Linked DNA regions of Mus musculus: all the other regions are linked to region 2. The links are chromatin contacts, called in public Hi-C maps. All regions are on one chromosome and are shown on one strand. Each heading gives the region's core, a stretch centred on a gene start, on an enhancer-like site or on the middle of the called end of the contact. The rest is flanking DNA. Distances are from core to core; before and after follow the strand shown. Region 1 has its middle 30 kb from the start of Gm35531. Region 2 has its middle 230 kb from the start of Gm42341. Region 3 overlaps Kazn (kazrin, periplakin interacting protein).

Region 1 (2,700 bases), core at 131-2,630, 610 kb after region 2:
ATCTCCCCACCATGATGAATTATAGCATCAAACTCTGTCTTGCTTACTTTCCTATAACTGTGCAAAAATGCCATCACCGAGGCAACTTACAGAAGGAGCGTGTATTTGGGGGCTTACAGATTCAGAGGGTGAGTTCATGACCACCATGGTTGGAAGCATGGCAGCAGGCAGGCAGGGACGGTGCTAGAGCAATAACCGAGAGCTTTATATCCTGACCCACAAGGGTGAGACAGAGCATTAAAATGGCATCATGGGCTTTTGAAATCCCAAAGCCCACCTCCAGAGACAGACCTCCCCCCACACGGACACACCTCCAAATCCTTTCCAAACAGTTCACCTAACTGGGGAACAAGTATTTAAACATAAGTAATTTGTTTGAATGGGCTCAAACCTGTGAGCCCTGCCCCACTTAGGTTACTTCGGTCAGCATCTCCTATCTCTGCTTTCCCACATCCTGCCTCATCGTTCCCAAAAGCCTCTCTTTTGTGAAAAGTGATTTTTTGAGAAGTGATTCTGCTCCCCAGCTTGCCTTAACCCACAGCATCCTTGGAAAGAGAGGGCATGTTGGGATGTCAAGAACACAAAATGCCTGACGACAGCCCACTGAAGCCCCTCGGCTGTCTCATGCAGCTCCTCTAAGGTCCTTCTTGGCCTGCAGATCTGAGAGAGGGGTCCCTCTGTGACCCGTGAAGATGAGCACACAGTCAGTAAACGCTGATCTACAGTCCTTGGGCAATAAAGTCCTTGATTAGAGACAGCATTCTCTCTGTGTCCCCTGTGCTTAAGTGGATTGCACAGTAGAGACTGGATGGATGAATGGATAGATGGATGGATGATGGATGGATGGATGGATGGATGGATGGATGGATGAATGGATGGATCCCTGGGCATGTGTCTTCCAGATTCTAGTTCCAGATCTAAGATTTTAGGCTCTTATCAGTAATAAGAAAATCAACTCAACAAGTTCTGTGTGTGTCATTTGGGCAGCCAGTGTAGTGTAGCGCTCTCTCTCTCTCTCTCTCTTTCTCTCCCCCCCCCCCCCCCAAGGCTGGGCAGGAAGCATCCACAGCCCCAGTGTTGACATAGGCCAGTGTCCCAGGGCCAGTAGCTGACCTGACACAGATGACTGCCCAGCATCAGAGGGGATGAGGTTTGGAAATTGAGCATCCAAGGCCTATCATCTTTCAGTATAGGAGGGTCTGTAGCTGACCCGCTCGCTGTTAGCTTTTTCCCATTACCCACGCCTCTTTCTCCCTGAACCAGGGCAGTTGAGTGCCCCAGAAGCTCAGCTACCACCTGAAGCTATGTCCCTCATCCCCAGTGGCTTGCATGCTGGGCACACACACACTTCAGGCTCAGGGCAACTCTGCCAGCCGGGAAATAGCAGACTGAGCCTGATTAGCATATGAAGCTCGATTTCCTTGGCTGGGTCTGGAGCTGTCACAGCCTAATTAGAAAAGCTGCCAGATCAGCAGGCTCTCTCATTAACTCCCTTCCAATCCCACCCACATCTCTTGCTAAAGACCCCCCACAGCCTGTGACCAAAAGCACCAGTCCTCTGGGGGCACACCAGGGCTCCAGGCATGGGGGTCACAACCCTATCATAACCTAATGTATGACCCAGCAAGAGGCTTATCTTCCGGGAGGGTGGGACATACCAGGTCTCACAGTGACAGAGGGACTTCACACTGTGTTCTGTAGAAAGTGAGGAGGCAGCCTCATCCCCAGCAGCAGGGAAACTCTGCCCCTCCCTGGTCCAAAAAAACAAAGCAGGCAGACATAGGGCGTGGGAGACTGGGCTTGACTCAGGTAGCCAGGAAGGCTGTGAGAGGGAGAGGTACACTTTAGCTGAGGCTTGAATGACAGGAGAGTTGAGAGCCAGCAATGTGAAGGAAAGATGGTCCAGGGCAAGGCCAGTGAATGCAAGTAAGATAAAAAACAGCTTCCTTTAAAAAAGCCAAGGAGACACACAAGCAAGGATGGGGGGGGGGGGTCGGAACACGATATAATGAGATCAGAAGAAATGCTAGGTGAATGAAAGAATGAGTGAGTGAGTGAGTGAATGAATGAATCAATCAATCAATCAATCAATCAATGAAGTTTCTACACAGATGGCTTCTCTATCACTGTAGGAAGAGCTTCAGTGCAGGGAGCGAAAAGAAGAAAACCGTGGGAAGCAGGCACCAGACTAGGACTGGCTCTGTGTTGTGCACGTGCTGTATCGCCAAGTGACAGTTCATTAATAGATGCTAAGTCTTTCTCACACCTGAACATCTGGCTCTCCCTTCTCACATCTGAACATCTGGCTCTCCCATCAGTCCCCAGGATGGAGTGTTACAATTGCCCCCATTTTACAGAAGGAAGAGTGAGGCCCAGAGAAGGGAAATCAGTTCCCCCACTGCACACACATGTGTGATAGAAGCAGGGCGGAGCCCCAGCACCAAGTCTGAGTCACTGTGGGGCAAGTGTCTTCTCTGTCCTCAGAAGGGGACCTGCTGTGCACTCAGTGGCAACCCAAGCCCTACCATCCAGAACCTTTGACTTGAATGTCCAGCTGGGACCTCAAGATGGCTCTCAACAGACTGATGAGGGAGGACCCTCTACAGTAGACGTCGTTCATTCAAACCATGCCATATGTGCGGGCCGGCTTCCTCCAGTCAGCTCCCAGTTTTCCCATCCTCCCTTGCTGCTGGAGAGTGA
Region 2 (2,700 bases), core at 50-2,549:
CTGCTGAACCCGACCTCTCTCTCTCTCTCTCTCTCTCTCTCTCTCTCTCTCTCTCTCTCTCCCTCTCCCTCTCCCTCTCCCTCTCCCTCTCTCTCTCCCTCTCCCCTTTCTCATGCCATGTGTATGCCATATATGTGCAGGTGCCCACAGGGGCCAGAAGATAGCATCGGATCCACTGGGTCTGGCTTTACGGGCAGCTGTAAGCAGCCTACTGTGAGCAGGGAACTAAACTTGGATCCCCTGGAAGAGCAGCAAATGCCCGTAACCACTAAGCCATCTCTTCAGCCCCGTTCTCCCCGGTTCTCCCTGATCTACTTTTCTTCTGGTGCCTAGCCATGAGATCCCTGCTTGTGGGTAGCTGAGGCTCCCAGCAGTGTAACTCAGCTGTTTCCCGACTGCACCCTGTCTACCTGGTGACACACAGCTCAAGGGTAACAGGTGGCAGAACCTTCAAGTTCTGTCTGAACATTGAGAGGCTCATCCCAGCACTGTAGAAACAGCTCAGCTAGACATGATGCATGAGGCTGATATTAGGGTCTGATCTATTAGGCTCTCTGTGCAGAAAAAAAAAAAAAACAAAAACCTTGCTATTTAAACAGATTACCCATATTATAGATTAGGAAGTTGACACCCAGAGAGGTTGAGTCGCTTTCCCAGAATTGCACAGCTAGGCAATGAAGGGCTAGGATGAAGACAAAGGCATCTGGATGCAGCAGAAAGAGAGGAGTCATTTTGCTGACAATGTCTGCTTAATCTATTGTGTGCCCTTAAGTACCCCAGCCTTTGCTCTCTTCCAAGGCTTGTCTTCCTCCCCACCCCCACCCCCACTCCACCCCTCACTGCATTTTCTTTTATTTTTTATTGGTTATTTACATCTTTTTCCCCAATTTTTTATTAGGTATTTTCTTCATTTACATTTCAAATGCTATCCCGAAAGTCCCCTATAGCCCCCCCCCCCCCCCGCACCTGCATTTTCTGATCTACTATTGCTAACAGATATATCAGAGGGGCCTGGCCCTTCTTAACAGCAATGTCAGGCTTTTTTTTTTTTTTTCCCTCCAGAGCTGTGACCTTGGGAGAACACTATCCTTTCCTGACCTTGGTGTCCCTTGTGATTTCATAAGGACTATAGGGGAATTTTAATAGAATTGCTAATGGATGGGCTTTCAGGGTAGAGAATTTAATAACCATAGAGCAAAGGCCTTGGGATGTCTGTCGGCAAGGGCAAGAGAGCTTGGACATCTGGGTTTAAGGGATATTGTCCAGTGTCTGCCCCAAGAACACCATGAAGTGTGGTAGATGGCCAGAAGGGGGCACTCTTCCCTTACCACTCAGCCTATCCTCAGTGTGGTGCCTGCCCCAACCAGGAAGAACTGGAAGCACAAATTGGGGCTTCTTTCTCTTTGAACCTCAGTGCCCCAGCCTGGTCTGGCTGTTAAAGCCTCAGCCCTGACCCTGGGAAGATCTGGTGCCCGACCCCGAGAAGCCTATGCAGCAGATGGCCTGTAACATGGGACATCACACAGGGTGACTGGATTTACCCTGTCTCATCTGCTTAGCAGGTGTCAAATAGGAAGCTCAGCTTGCTTCTGCAGGGCTTGGCTCCCCCTCCCCCCTCTATGGTTGTCTTTTATCCTGCAGGAGCAGGTCCTGGCATAGAAGTTTCCTAGCTTGAGCAGGACATAGTCAGGCATCTAAAACCACTCCCTCCCCTCCTGCCCAGAGCTCTCTGGAACCCTTCATATCCCATTTGTCCAGATGGTTTACCAGTACTCTCTGCCCAGCTCCTGGTATCACTGTCTTGTGACTCCTGGGGCCTCTCCTTCCTTCCCCTTCCCTCCTCTCTGCCTCCAGCATCTGCACTCTCTGCTCTAGCATCCACTGCAGGAACACGTCCCCAGGGTGGGCTCTGTGCAAACCTCAGACTGCAAAGTGGATTAATGAGAACTTACAGAGCCCCGCTTCCTCAAAGTGATGACTGTTGAGCTAGACCCAGAATCAGCATCTTTTTTGATCTAACATTTATCCAGAGTTTACTACAGGCTGGAAAATGTCAGGTGCTCTCTATCTTCACTCTCATGAGCTACAGGCAAACATACTGCAGCTTTTTTTTTTCCCCAGTTTTACACCCTACCCTGTTTCTTTGACGATGACCATGAACCAGAGAGGCAGAAATGCTTCCTTGGCTCTGAGCCTTGAATCTAGGTTGGTCACATATAAATTCCACTCTTCTCATCTTTAGCTGGTCCCCCTGGATCCCTCTGTGATGCCTCTGGTTTAGTATAGCAAAATATACAGACAGGGCAGCTCAGATCATAGGTATTCACTGCTCATCGTTTTGGAGGCTGAGAGTCCAAGCCAATGGTGGTGACCCTCTCCCCTTTTTTGTACATACGAGGGCTAATCTTGACTATCAACATATATCACAGATCTAGAATCACCATGGAAATGAACTTCTGGGTAGGGTATGCTTCTGAGGTCATTCCCAGACAGGTTTAGCCGAGGGAGGAAGGAAGACCCACCCTGAGTGCAGAAGCACTATTTCATGGGCAGGGGACCTGGAGTGAAATAAAAGAAAGGGAATGAGCTGAGCACCAGCATCCATTTCTCTCTGCTTCCTGACTGTGGGTGTGATGTGATGGCTGCCTCACGTTCCTCTACGATGGACTGTACTCTCAAACCGTGAGCCAAACGAACCTC
Region 3 (2,700 bases), core at 15-2,514, 740 kb after region 2:
TATTCCAGAACTAGCCTGGCCTCTCAACGCTGGATTAAAGAAAAACAAATAAACATGGAGAAAATTTACTCAGAAAAGCGTGATTTGGTCAGAGTCCAAGCTGGCCCTTGTACTGCTCTGCCACTTAAGAGTGGGGCCAAGCTGGGCGTGGTGGCGCACGCCTTTAATCCCAGAACTCGGGAGGCAGAGGCAGGTGGATCTCTGAGTTCGAGGCCAGCCTGGTCTACAAAGTGAGTTCCAGGGCTATACAGAAAAACCCTGTCTCGAAAAACCAAAAAAAAAAAAAAAAAAAGAGTGGGGCCACACTAACCCAAAAGTCCGCCCCCCTTTTGTGCTTTCGTCTAGTAAACAGCAGTACTGGGGTTGGGGGTAGAACCTATAGCTTTGTGCATGCAAGGGAAACCCCAACCACTGAGCCACAGTGCCCTGCCAGCACCTCCTTAATGAAAGAATACCTTCCAAATGGCACTTGTTAGTCCGACACTGAAGTAGAGTCACCCAGAGCTGTTCCTTAGGGAAATGCTGAGGTCCTGGGGTAACGGGTGACTGACACCCTGGCTTGTGCAGTACTCAACCTCCAGGGCCATCCTCAGTAGCCTTTCTGCATGCTTTCCCGATCATACTCCCAGGCTCCAACCCGTGTAACAGATAATAGTAACAACAATAATATCTAACATTCATTAAGCATACACGCCATGGGCCAGGCTCCATGCTGTGTGTTCCGTAATTAACTCTGTTAACCCCCAGCCTGTATTACCTACCGGTGAGGAACCTGAGGCCCAGTCACATCTGTGAGTGTGGGAATTGTAGGTAAGCACTACTATGCCTGAATTGCACAGGGCTGGGCATGGAACCCAGGGCTTTGAGCCAGGGGAGTCTGGCTGAATCCCAGCATCTAGAACTGGGAGGGGCCAGGCTCTATAGGTATGCCTGCCCTCTGGGGTGCAGGACCTGGCTGAAAGATCCCCTCACCCCCACTGGCTCACACAATGGCCTCTGACCCAGCCTGGTACTACTTTACTGTTATAAGGCAGTCTTCCCATCGGCCTTATCTCATGTGCCCAAAAGCTCTACCCCCATAGGAGTAATGCCAGACTACACAGCAGAAGTAGGCTGGGGTCCAGCGCAAGCTCTGTGTCCTTCCTCCTGGCCAGAACGGCACCAGTATGACCTGCATTTGTCCTGTGGGCCAAGCCCAGTCCTGTCATACCTGAGCCATGGACTTGAGAGCCAGCTCCTCTCCCGCAGGGCAAGGCATATGGCACCCCAACCGTAAGGGATGAATCAGCAAGTGGCCCAGAGCTGCGCCCCACACCTCAACAATGTGGCACTGGCCCACTGCTGTTGGCTTTGTGCTCTGGGAACCCAGGAGAGGGCTGGCTGCATCGTGGAATCTTGCCCTGGGGAAATGTACAGGGGATTGAAACCGATGCTCACTCGTGTTAGACACGTGCTGTACTACCAGGTTTCATTGCCCAGGACTCTTTATTTATCTATTTATTTTTATTTTGAGACAGGACTCAGTAAGTTGCCTAGGCTGGTCTTATACTTGAAATTCTCCTGCCTCATACTCTCTGGTAGCTGGTATCACAAGCAAGCACTCTCAGGTCTGGCTTTCAAACAACACAGTTTTTGAACACCTCCAACTTACATTTTAACTAAAGAGACCTCACAGAGGCCTCCCCCATCACCCCCACATCCCTCTCTATTATGACAAATGACTCTTAAGCTCTTTCAACCTGGACCTCTACTAGGTGGGCTCTGTCCTGATAAAGGACAGCTACAGAAATGTGCATGATAAAATAGTTCTTTGTGAGCTTATAAAGAATCTCTATGGCTGGTTGGTAGTGGTACACACCTTTAATTCCAGCCCAGAGGCAGATCTCTGAGTTCGAGGCCAGCCTGGTCTATAGAGCAAGTTCCAGGACAGCTAGGACTACACAGAGAAACCATGTTTCAAAAAACAATAATAAAAACCAATATCTGTATGGTAGATGACCTTTAGATATCAAAGTCATAGCTGGGTCTCCCTCTGTGATGGCCGCTGGGATGTGGTAATGGCCTCCTCAGCTACCCTTCCTTGCATGGTGGTGTCCTGAGGCCCAGATCAGGGAAGATGCTTGAATAAGCAGCTGGGGCGTATTAGCCTGTGTTCTCCACAGCTGTATCCCAGAGAACAAGGTCCCCAGAGAATTAGTGTTTGAGAAGCAAGACCAGAGGTTTGGGATATATTTCAGGGCTCTAACACAGTTAGAACATGGGTTCCATCTCCAGTGCCACCTAGTAACAGGGCATGGGATATGAAGGCAGAGGATCAGAAGACCAGGGTCACCCTTGGCTGTGTAAGAAGCTGAAGCCAGTCTGGGCTGCACTAGACACTATCTAACACACACGTGCTTGCACACACACACACAGGGAGCAGTGGGGACATCAGGATGAAGTCTTTTCTAGTGAGCGTTGGTTTGGGGAACTCCCTAGTTGCTTTCTATTGCATCACCAGGAGGTGGAGGATATCCCTAGAAAGCAGCAGTTGAGGACCCCAGTATTAGGGAAGCAAATTGTGTGCAGTGCCCCACACTCATGTGAAAGATAGGTCTTTGGGAAGCCATTGTCCCATTGTAAGGACCCTTGCAGTCTCCAGTAGGTCCCAGGCCATGTCTGGGTCATATATATATATATATGTGTGTGTGTGTGTGTGTG

The links. A called contact is a pair of places that touch in the nucleus more often than the background predicts.
Region 1: a contact with region 2 is called in a Hi-C map of neural stem cells, with 4 times the contacts expected there. The contact joins two enhancer-like sites. A contact is called at or near these places in 36 of 484 Hi-C or Micro-C datasets (the AtT-20 cell line, brain, cerebellar granule neurons and 22 more) and 2 of 115 datasets of contacts at active chromatin or transcription factors (astrocytes and embryonic basal ganglia).
Region 3: a contact with region 2 is called in a Hi-C map of cerebellum, with 2.8 times the contacts expected there. The contact joins two enhancer-like sites. A contact is called at or near these places in 7 of 484 Hi-C or Micro-C datasets (cerebellum, embryonic heart, nephron progenitors and 4 more) and 2 of 115 datasets of contacts at active chromatin or transcription factors (cardiomyocytes and embryonic basal ganglia).

The regions. Positions count from the first base shown.
Region 1 is chr4:142,266,436-142,269,135 of GRCm38.p6, reverse strand. No RefSeq gene overlaps it. Among named protein-coding and RNA genes, the nearest start is that of Gm35531, 30 kb to the right of the region's middle. Within about 2 kb of position 1,380, at least 37 of the 459 cell types and tissues checked have an H3K27ac peak or open chromatin away from gene starts, as enhancers often do. A contact at or near this core is called in brain, neural stem cells and stem cell-derived neural stem cells, where this site is marked.
Region 2 is chr4:142,879,285-142,881,984 of GRCm38.p6, reverse strand. No RefSeq gene overlaps it. Among named protein-coding and RNA genes, the nearest start is that of Gm42341, 230 kb to the right of the region's middle. Within about 2 kb of position 1,299, at least 20 of the 459 cell types and tissues checked have an H3K27ac peak or open chromatin away from gene starts, as enhancers often do. A contact at or near this core is called in brain, cerebellum, neural stem cells and 1 more, where this site is marked.
Region 3 is chr4:142,135,490-142,138,189 of GRCm38.p6, reverse strand. All of the region lies in intron 11 of Kazn (kazrin, periplakin interacting protein), which reads left to right. Among named protein-coding and RNA genes, the nearest start is that of Gm35581, 9.7 kb to the right of the region's middle. Within about 2 kb of position 1,264, at least 7 of the 459 cell types and tissues checked have an H3K27ac peak or open chromatin away from gene starts, as enhancers often do. A contact at or near this core is called in cerebellum, where this site is marked.